Linked DNA regions of Mus musculus: all the other regions are linked to region 1. Evidence: chromatin contacts called from public Hi-C and promoter capture Hi-C data. All regions are on one chromosome and are shown on one strand. The core of a region is the stretch at or near the end of the contact, and the rest is flanking DNA. Distances in the headings are between cores, read along the strand shown.

Region 1 (2,700 bases), core at 1-2,500:
GACAGAAAGTAGGAAACGTCATGGCAATCTGAGAGTGGGAAGAAAGGAGATTGAGTGGGAGCCAGAACAGCCACCAAGCACTGTGCCCTAAAAGGCCACATTGCAAGGGTGAGTGACCTGATTTTGACAAGTAGCCAGAGCAAGAGATTTTCAGGCTGGACGAACACCATAGGATCTAGCAATCAGTGACCCACTTGTGACCTGGGAGGAAAGGATTTATTGGAGCCAGCTCAAGAACACGAGCAAATACAAACTATGTCGGAAGCTACACAGCCTTTCCTGATATGAACAAAGTGTTCTCATTTTATTTTGGGACAGGATCTTATATGTAGTCATGGCTGGCCTCAAACTCAGAGAGATTTGCCTATTTCTTCCTTGTGAATGCTAGTATTAATGGCATGTACACCAAGCAACAAATCTTTAAAAGTATTTTTTAAATATTTTATTTTTTTTAAGCGGGTGTGGGTGCATACAGAGGCCAAAGGATTCCAATCCTTTGGAAATGCGAGTTACAGGCACGTGTGCTGTGCTTGACACAGACACTGGTCTTCTGAAAGCACACTTATCAGCTCTTAACAGCTGAGCCACTGCTCCAACCCCCTTTCCAGTATATTTTAAAGCAAACAAACAAATAAAACTGGAACCCTTGTAAAGTGGGGCTGGAGGGATGGCTCCGTGGTTAAGAACACTTGATCAGTTCCCGCATCCATACCGTCTGAAACTCCTGGTCCAGGGGATACTGTGACCTCTTCTGGCCTCCCCGTGGTGCATATAAACAGGGTGGCAAAATACTTACAACAGATGGTGCTTTACGAATAGCTCCCGAGACATGCAGCCACGCAAACACAAGAACATAGAACTGACACAGGCACAAAAATTAGTTTTAAAGGAAATGCAATGTCCTAAAAGGTAGGTGGTGTGATGGCGCACGCCTTTAATCCCAGCACTCGGGAAGCAGAGGCAGTGGACTCTGAGTCCGAGGCCAGCCTGGTCTACAACGCAGGCTAGCCAGGGCTACAAGAAAAACTCTGTCGCGGGGGGTGGGGGGAGTGGGTGCCTGAGTAACACGTGGGGTGACCTCTCCGCTTCCACGTGCACGCACAACCACATTTTAAAATATCTCTATCTATCCAGAACGGCCATGCACATCCAGGGAAGGCGCGAAGCCACGTGCACGCCACGCAGCCCGGCCGGCGGCCTCGCGGAAGCCGTCCTGCAGCGCACCGGAAGTGGCCGTCCCCACCGGGGGTGCTTCGGCCACGCGCGGGAAGCCGACCTTCCTTCCAGGAAGCAAACAAAGACAAAAAATAAAATAAAAAAGAGGGAGAAAAAATAATAAAAACGAAAAACAGGAAGGGAGCGGAGAGGAGGCGCCCGCGGCCCCCGAGCTGCGGTCGCCGGCGCAGAGCCGCTGCGCACGCGCAAGCCAGGCTCCAGACCCCCGGCGCGGCCCGCAAAGCAGGGCCCTCAGGTGCGTATCCCGCCGCCGCTTCCCTCACAACTTCCGCTTCCGGGAGTCCCCGCCGGGGCAGAGCGATCTCTCGGGGTGCGTGGCGGGACCTTCGGGCGCCCGGTGGTCAGCGCCGACCCCCATTTTCCCTACCGCGATCGGGCCGTGAAGAGTGGGGGGCGGGGCGGGGAAGACGTGGGGTTAGGCGACTTTCGCACGCCAGGCGCGCACCAAAATCTCGCTTTCGATTGGTTGTGACGGGGCGAGGAGGCGGGGAAAGCTGCGCCCGGTGCGTGCCGAGGTCACGCGCCACCTGACGTACCTGCGCTGTGTTTAGAAACCCTTGATTGGTTAGGGGAAGGGGCGGGGCCATCGCGGTTGCCTAGCAACGGCGCTCTGGCTCCACCTTCGGCGGCTGGCTTTGCTTGTTGGCTCCAGGATTATGGGGGCGTTTGGTGTTTGTGGCAGCCAGTGGTTTAGGTCGATGAAGAGAACGGAAGAAAGGGCCCAGCCTCCAAAATGTGGCTTGTGTCTGGTCTGGTTGAGAGTACAAGGTGGCCTATGGCCATAACAACTAGTACAACAATCAAAAAAAAAATTTTTTTTTCCAGACAGGGTTTCTCTGTGTAGCCCTGGCTGTCCTGGAACTCACTCTGTAGACCAGGCTGGCCTCAAACTCAGAAATCCGCCTGCCTCTGCCTCCCAAGTGTTGGGATTGAAGGTGTGCGCCACCATCGCCTGGCTCAAAAAAATTTTAATTTATTTTAAAACGTTTAAAATGTTTAGTAACTTTAAAATTTAAAGTAAATTTTTACAAATTAAAATTCACTATAGTAATGTATTTAACCTATTGCACCCAAAACATTATTCTAGAATGTACTTATTTCAGCACAGAGAACCAGAATGAGCCGGCAACGGTGGCCTTCAAATGGATCTGAGAGTTCAAGGACTGCCTATATATAGCAAGTTCCAGGCCTGCTGGGGCTACACAGTGGGACCTTGTCACTAAATAAATTATAGCCGCTTTATTGAGATACAGGAAAACTCATCCTTTAAAATACAATGCAAGTCAGAAAAAGAATTCCTTCCAAAGTAAAATAAAAACAAAATAACAGAACTCAAGCCTAGTGTGGTAACTCAAATGTGTCTGTCAGCCCAGCACTGGGGATACTGAGGCAGGAGGATTTCAGAGAGTTACAGGATAAAAGAAAGAAAGAAAATGGAAGGGAGGCGGCTGAAGAGATGGCAGT
Region 2 (2,700 bases), core at 173-2,672, 3.9 Mb before region 1:
TACAGGCGCCAGTTACGCCTACCTATTATGGGTGAGTAATGTTTATTATCTGGGTGGAAACATGATATTTTGGTTGAATAGTTCTGCAGAGTTCAGAGGCTGCGCTCATTTTAAATTTAAAAAAAAATTTTTTTTGATTTATTTATTATATGTAAGTACACTGTAGCTGTCCTCAGATACTCCAGAAAAGGCATCAGATTTCGTTACGGATGGTTGTGAGCCACCATGTGGTTGTTGGGATTTGAACTCGGGACCTTAGGAAGAGCAGTCGGCGCTCTTAACCACTGAGCCATCTCGCCAGCCCTATTTTTTTTTTTTTAAGATTTACTTTTTAAAAGATTTATTTATTTATTTTATGTATATGAATACACGGTAGCTGTCTTCAAACGCACCAGAAGAGGGCATCAGATCCTATTACAGATGGTTGTGAGCTACCATGTGGTCCTGGGAATTGAACTCAGGACCTTTGGAAGAGCAGTCAGTGATATATATACACACATATATGTGTGTATATGTACACACATATATACACACACACATATATATATCTTTTTTTTTTTTTTTTTGAGACAGGGTTTCTCTGTGTAGCCCTGGCTGTTCTGGGACTCACTCTGTAGACCAGGCTGGCCTCGAACTCAGAAATCCGCCTGCCTCTGCCTCTCGAGTGCTGGGATTAAAATCGTGCGCCACCACGCCCGGCTATAACTTTTAAAAGAAGTAAATAAAAACTCTCTTGGCTTAGTCACCTATGCACATGGGAGTCAGAGGCAGGCTAATTGCGTTGTAAATTCGAAGCCATTTTGTTTTATATAGGCGAGTTACAGGCCATCCAGAGCTACACAGTGAGACTCTTTCTCCAAATAGTAGCTATCCTGAATCTCGTGATCATTTTGTTTCAGCCTCAAGAGCGCTGAAATACAGGTCTGTGTCATCAAGCTGAATTCCTTTTTTCCATTTATTGACTGATTGATTGAGGCAAGGTCTCTTTATAGCCCTGGCATACGTAGTCCTGGAGCTCACTACGCGGCGGAACAAGCTGTCCATTAACTAGGAACTCCCAGAGATCCGTCTGCCTGTGCCTCTGGAGTGCTAGGATTAATGGTCAGTCAGCAGCATGCCAGGTTGTCATTTATTTCTTGATAGTACTGCCCTCTGTCCTGCCCTTTCCCCTTCTGAGCCGAAGCGAGAAATAACAGTGGAGCAGGAAGCTCGCTTGCTTTTGCATCTCCCGCTCTGGACCGCGTTTCCCACAGGCCCGCCCCTTTCCACTCTGAGCCAATCCGAGAAGTACAGGAAGTGCTCTAGCATCTTTCCCAGGTTTAGAAGTGATGGCTTCTCTCTGGTCCCGCCTCTTTTCTATTTGAGCCTATCAGAGAGGAAGTTAGAGCTTCCGCTAGCTCCTTTTTTTTTTTTTTTTTTTCCTTCTGGGCCCGCCTCTGTCCCCTGCAGCCAACGCGGGCAGGTCTGCCGACTGCATGCATGGCTTCCCTGTCCCTGTAAACTCAATCCTCCTGTTCGCTGTCCCTCTCTCTTTGCGTTTGCCGGTTGACTTGCGTAGCTCGGGCCCCGCGGAGGATGGGTGAGTCTGGGCTGGCCAGGGTCTCGGGCGGGCAGAAGGCAACAGATTCCCCCTCCACCGAGGGCCTTAGGTTGCTACACTTGATGTGTTACTGTTTGTTTTTACTGTATCTTATTTTTTCTTCTTTCCTTTTATTTCTGTTTTCCTTTTAAAAGGGCCGTTTTATGTATCCCAAGTTAACTCAGAACTCACAGTGTAAGCTCAGGAAAATTTGGGACTCACTGTGTAGCCCCTGTGTGGATCTCAGCTTGTATAGCAACTAGTTCGGCATTCAGTGGATAGCCGAGGCTCACCTGGAACTCACTACCCAGGGGGATTAGGAAATTGCTCTGTAGTCTAAGCTGGCCTGGAACTCGGATGTAGCCCGGGTTAGTTTTAAAAAATAACGGGGGCTGGAGAGATGGCTCGGCGATTGAGAGCACTGTCTGCTCTTCCAGAGGTCCTGAGTTCAATTCCCAGCAACCACATTGTGGCTCACAGCCATCTGTATTGAGATCTGATGCCCTCTTCTGATGTGTCTGAAGACAGCTACAGTGTACTCATATACATTAAATAAATAATTAAAAAAAATTAACGGTGTTCCTCCCACCTCAGCCTAACTGAACGCACATATTAGCAGGAGGCTGTCGCTCCTGGGAGCTCTTAACTAGGTTTTTCCCTTTCTGAGCCTAAGGACCACGTTTCGATGGAAGTTGGTCTAACCTCAGGGGCGTCTGATGGTGGTAGCTCCTTATCCATGTTTTGGGACTTCTGGGTCTATTAAACAGCACCTGTAAACAATAAATTTCACCGGGCTGTGGTGGTGCACGCCTTTAATCCCAGCACTTGGGAGGCAGAGGCAGGCGGACTTCTGACAAGGCCAGCCTGGTCTACACAGAGAAACCCTGTCTCGAAAAACCAAACCAAACCAAACAAAACAAAACAAAACAAAAAAAAAAAACAAAACAAAACCAAAACCAAAAAAAAAAACCCAAAAAAACCAAAAACCAAACAAAAAACCAAAAACCAACAAAACAACAACAACAAAAAAACCCCAATAAATTTTAGATTTCAAGTCCTGTGAAAAAAATCTTCACCTTCTGTGTTTAAGGCTCTGGTTGAACACAAGTCAAGCTTGCGCT
Region 3 (2,700 bases), core at 51-2,550, 4.5 Mb before region 1:
CACTCCAGATCACTCATTACTGCTTGCTGCTTTTATTATTTTTTTGCCACGTGTGGCTTGTCCTTATGATTACACACCTAACTCCTGTGGTTCTTCTATACCCTCAGAGTATAAATCGTCTGATGCTCTGAATAAACGCTATTGCTTGAGACTTTAGTCCGCCTCGTTTTTAGGCTCCATTCTCCCAGGTTCAACCCCGACTCAAGAGCGGTAAACAGATTACCATCAGTTTGAGGCCGGACTGGGCGCCACATAAAGACCCTGTCTCAGCTAAGTTGAGAAATGAAGGATCTGTATAAAAAAGGCAGGGCTCACCGACGCTTGAAGAGGCCCTGCCCGCAGCAAGTCACATATCTGCCTCCCACAGTTGGGTCTACAGTTTTATGGACCGCTCTCAGCCTCATTCACATTCAAAGGAGTGCCTCTCCCAGTCTGAACCGCTCCTCCACCACCCACAAGACCAGACCCTGTCATTTGTCCAAATTCTTGTTAGAAAAACTGTACCCATGGGGCTGGAAAGATGGCTCAGCGATTAAGAGCACTGGCTGCTCTTCCCGGAGGACCTGGGGTTCAATTCCTAGCACCCACATGGCAGCTCACAACCTCCTGCAACTCCAATTGCCAGGGGCTCCACCCACACTCTCACACAGACATACATGCAGGCAAAACACTGATGATGCACATAGACTAGGAAGAGAAAAATTTAAAAGATAAAGAAAACCACAACTCCTGAGCTTCAAGATTACAGCTCCCATCCGTCTTCTAACTCAGAACCAGGAAGGCAGCCACCAATTGGAGAGTATCCTTCTCTTGGCCTCTGCATGTAACTGAGGCCCAGGCTGCTCCCTATTTCTCTGATTCCTCGGGATCTAGTTCTGCTTTTGCCTACTCTTATCTTGCTGAAGTTTATGCTTATATCCATAGCTCTTTTATTATCCTTACAGAATACACTTCCCCCTATACCAGTGGTTCTCGACTTTCCTGATGCTGCTAAAACTTTAACACGTTTCCTCATGTTTGTGGTGGCCCTCAACCATAAAATCAGACTCTGGATTCCCCACATGCACAGATCTACTCCTTTCCCGTGGATCTCCCCGTGTACATTCCAGGTTCCTTTCTCACTCGGACTTCAGAGACCCTGAACTCCCCTCGCGGGATCTACGGATATCTTCAGCAACTTCTTGGCACGCCCCCTGGCGGCAGCACTGAGGCGCCACGCTGCTCCCCCTAGCGGCCGCTCCCCTGCACTACAGCGGCCTAGCGCCCTGCCCCGCCCCGCCCCAGCCTGGTCGGCCCGGCCGGGGGAGGGGTCGCGGTAGCGGCGGCGTCAGCGACACCGAGGCGGTAGGAGCTTCAGGCTCCGGAGCAAGATGGCGGCGCGGGTGTTGCTCGCGCGAGGAGGCCTGCTGCGGCCAGCCGCCCAGAGCGGCTTCCTGCCGGGGCTCCGGTGAGCAGCGCCGCCCTTTCCGGGGCCCGGCCGGGGAGGGGCCGCCGTGGGGCGAAGGGCGCGGGGTCCCCGGGGCGGGCAGGGGACGCCGGGGGGCCGGCCTCCCGAGTCCCAGGCGACCGAGGGCTGGCGAGGCTGCGGCGCCTTCCCGGGCCCCCGTGGGGCTCAAGGTCACCGTCCTGCCGGCGCCGCCCTTGCCGGGGACGCCCGGGCTCGCGGGCCACGTCCGCCCTCAGCCTCTGCGCGCTGCGCCCCTCGCAGTAGCAATGCCTCGCCCCAGGTCGTGCAGAGAAGCAAAAGGATGGCTGGTCTCCCTGGGGAAGCTGTACCCCGGGGTCCCCAGTCGGGACAGCCCTTAAATTTGAAAGCGGAGTGGCAAAAAAAAAAAAAAAAAAAAGTAACCCACGGTGGCCAGCTGTAGTAGATGGCGGAGTTCGCTGTCGAAACTTTTTCTTTTTTCCTGACCTCCGCGGAGACTGTGCTCGGTGTGTCAACCTGTCACCTTGACATCCCCACGTTTAAATAACGAAAGGCCATCCGAATTTACCGACAGATTTGTTTTCCCTTCTTTTCTTCCTTTATATGCTTATTTGCTGTTTAAGCGGTTTGTAGGATTTATTTTTTTATTTTATGTGTATAAGTGTTTGCTTTCATGTGTGGCTAACACATAGGTGCCTGGGGCAGCCAGGAGAAGGTTTTGGATCCCCAACGACCCGGAGTTACAGAGGGTTGTGAGCCGCCATGTCGGGGCTGGGAATTGAATCTGAGTTCTCTTCTAGAGCGGCAAGTGTTCTTAACCCCTGAGCCATCTCTCCAGGCCCTATGTATGTATGTATGTATGTATGTATGTATGTATGTATGTATGTATGTATGTATTTTGAGACAAGATCTTACTACATATATTCCTGGCTGGCCTTGAACCTTCAGCAAACCTTTTGCTTCAGACTCCAAAGTTCTGCAGTTGCAGGTGTGCAGTTGCAGGCCAGCCTTGGCTAATTGAAATATTCCTTTTTTTTTTTTTTAAGATTTTTTTTAACCTCTGAGCTCTCTGCCACGTGTGTGTAATTGATTTTCTTCCACCATGTGGGTCTGGGAAATTGAATGTAGTTCATCAAACTTAGCAGCCAGTTTCTTTACCCCTTAAGCCATCTCACCAGCTCCAGAACTTGCCTTCAGATTTCTTTTGTTTGTGCGTATGTGTGGTTTTTACCTGCATCTATGTATGTGCACCGTGTGCATGCCTTGGGCCTTCA
Region 4 (2,700 bases), core at 84-2,583, 4.3 Mb before region 1:
GGTTGTGGGGATGAAAAGGGAGATTTCTAAAATAGCTGGCTCACTAGCCAAACACTATACAACAAAGATATTGACAGAAATTAACCGAGAAATTAGAGAGTTAAGAATGACAATCCTACAAAATAGAGCTACCGTAGTCTTTCAGTTGATCACACATAATCTTGGATGTCAACAGTTCCCTGAAATGTGTTAACATATCAGATTTCTCTAACACCATCGATAACCTAATCGATAACTTACATTGAGAAATAATATCTCCAAGGCACATGTTGATTGGCCCTCCTGGCTAAGATGTTTCTCACCCTTCATTGGCCCCCTGATGGTTCTACTATCAATCATAATACTTGCGCTCTGTGTTTTTGGTGCAATATTAACCTAATCACCCTCCAGATACTCAATACCAGAATCCTGTTCCCCCGACTACAACATCAAGCAATGCTTGCTCTCTTGTCAAAGATTTGAAAGAGTTAATCAGGCCAAGATGAGACTATGAGACCATAAATCAAAGGGTGCAATGTGTCAAACCCATATACCTTCGAAATTAAGGACCACATTGTATTAAGTACCCATACCTTGCAAATTAAGGAACCCAGTGTGTTAAGCCCCTATACTTACGAAACTAGGGTTCTATCTAAGTTTGCTTCCTAAATCTGATGTAATCTGGGGGGGGGGGGGGAAAGACCTCATTTATATGATATATATCCTTGTCTTCCTGTTTCATTGTATTTTTCTAACAATCTCTAACAGTCAATACTCTAGGCCCTGTAAACATGCTTACATCTGTTTTCTATTAATCTTTTATCGCTCCGCCATAAAAGGAATCCCAAAAGGCCAGTAAGGGCCTGTTCTCTAAAATCCCAACTTAGGATAAAACAGCCGGATATCCAGTCCTGATGCTGGATGCACCTCTAAAATAAAGCTTGCTTTTGATTAGACAATAGAGTTTAGTCTTCATCCACTCAATTTTCAGGTTTAACACGTGTTAACACAGTGGGCGTGGCAGCACATGCGGGTAATTCACTTGAGATGCCAGTTCACTTGAGATGCTGAGGCAGAAGGGTCTCAAAATCAAAGGGCAGCCTGGCAGTGGAGGAATCCAGTGGTCCATCGAAAGAAAAAAACTAACCATACATCTCAGAACCGAAGGACAAGATTTGAGAGAGCAACCTCAGGAACTTCCCATTAGCTACAGCGCCTCGTCGCCAAGCAACTTCCCGGCGTGGTACGCAGTGGCACCGCATTGCCAGTTACTGATGTCTGGTTCGTCCAATAACTTTCAGCGATCGTGCTTCTCCTGGGCTCTAATTGGCTACGTGCGGAGGTTCCACCTCCCACCTTCCTCCCTCCTTGCTGGACGCCCGTGGGCGTTCCCGAGTTTGTTGTGTCTGGACGCTTAAGGTGCAGACACCGAGGATGCCACGTGGAAGCCGAATCCGCACTTCCCGCGTGACCCTTCTGGCCGGGTGAGACCCTCGGGACTGGGGACAAAGCGCGGGCGGCCAGGACGAGGTTCTGTAGCTTAAGAGCTGCGAAGCCGAGGGTGAGATGGAGGGAGCCGAAAGGGATCCGCTACCAGGGGAGGACTCCCGGAGAACGGGGACACGCTCTGTGCACTCCGGGAGAGGACTCTGAAATGTGACATTTTCCCTAGACAGGTTGGGGGAAGGGCTGTCGAGGGCATAGTCTAAGAGGAGGTGAGGAAAGAATGAATGGTGATAGGTGTCAAGCTCTTGGGGGTGTTTTTTTGTTTTGTTTTGTTTTGTTCTTACTGTGTTTTTGATTCTGTCAGGCTAGCTTTGGACTTCATAAGTCCTGGATAGCCTTCCTTGATTTTCCTGACTCTGCTTCTCTGGGGATGGGATTACAGAGTTTAAAGGTTTATAGAAGGGGGGAAAAAAAGGATAAAAGAAAATTACTCGTTATTTGTGTGTGGAGGTTCGAGAATTTTAGAATTCTCTCTTTCCACCTTTTGGGTCCAGGATAGCTAACCCTTAGTTGTAATTACGCTACTACAAGGGGTATCAACATTCCTAATGCTGCGATCCTTTTGTTGTTGTGGTGGTGACCCCTGATCATTAAAAAAAATTTTTTTTTTTGCTACATTGTAACTGTAATTTTGTAAGTTTGGTCTTAGGCGAGCCCTGTGAAAGGGTCCTGACCCACAAGTTGAGAACTGCTGCTCCATTGAGCCATCTCCTGTCCACACGAAGTAGGAAATTCTTGACAGCATCAAGATTCCAGATGTCCCATCTGGGAGCCTGTGTGAAGGTCACAGGGCACTTTATGGGAGTTGGTTGTTGATCTTTCTAAGGCTCAAACTCAGGTTGTCAGCAGTGGGTTGCAAGGACACTCTACTTCAGCACCAGCATCCCCCTCTCCCTCCCCCAGCCTGAAATGTTAATTCAGATGTTAACTAGGCTAGGGAGACCCCTTGGTCTAAACCTGTGGGTTGCTACTCCTTCGGCTCCAAAAAATGTTTACCTGATGGTTTATTTATTTATTAAATTTATTTATTGTTATATGGAAGTACACTGTAGCTGTCTTCAGACACACCAGAAGAGGGCGTCAGATCTCATTATGGGTGGTTGTGAGCCACCATGTGTTTGCTGGGATTTGAACTCCGGACCTTCGGAAGAGCAGTCAGTGCTCTTAACCGCTGAGCCATCTCGCCAGCCCACATGATGGTTTATAACAGTAGCA

What was found. Promoter capture Hi-C pulls out the DNA fragments that hold promoters and counts their contacts. Hi-C and Micro-C count contacts between places; a contact is called where the count stands out from the background.
Region 2: a Hi-C map of B cells shows a contact between it and region 1, with 7 read pairs. The contact joins the promoter of Tyw1 here to the promoter of Gtf2ird2 in region 1. A contact is called at or near these places in 1 of 39 promoter capture datasets (pre-B cells) and 3 of 484 Hi-C or Micro-C datasets (B cells, the G1E-ER4 cell line and embryonic stem cells).
Region 3: a Hi-C map of B cells shows a contact between it and region 1, with 5 read pairs. The contact joins the promoter of Nipsnap2 here to the promoter of Gtf2ird2 in region 1.
Region 4: a promoter capture Hi-C map of cranial neural crest shows a contact between it and region 1. The contact joins the promoter of Zbed5 here to the promoter of Gtf2ird2 in region 1. A contact is called at or near these places in 2 of 39 promoter capture datasets (cranial neural crest and pre-B cells).

What each region holds. Positions count from the first base shown.
Region 1 is chr5:134,182,788-134,185,487 of GRCm38.p6, forward strand. Gtf2ird2 (GTF2I repeat domain containing 2) reads left to right here and starts at 1,251. Exons shown (of 16, transcript NM_053266.1): 1 at 1,251-1,471.
Region 2 is chr5:130,255,615-130,258,314 of GRCm38.p6, forward strand. It overlaps Tyw1 (tRNA-yW synthesizing protein 1 homolog (S. cerevisiae)), which reads left to right and starts at 1,423. Exons shown (of 16, transcript NM_001015876.2): 1 at 1,423-1,579. The coding sequence starts at 1,576.
Region 3 is chr5:129,723,775-129,726,474 of GRCm38.p6, forward strand. Nipsnap2 (nipsnap homolog 2) reads left to right here and starts at 1,301. Exons shown (of 10, transcript NM_008095.4): 1 at 1,301-1,447. The coding sequence starts at 1,371.
Region 4 is chr5:129,894,390-129,897,089 of GRCm38.p6, forward strand. It overlaps Zbed5 (zinc finger, BED type containing 5), which reads left to right and starts at 1,334. Exons shown (of 4, transcript NM_183088.2): 1 at 1,334-1,463. The coding sequence starts at 1,414.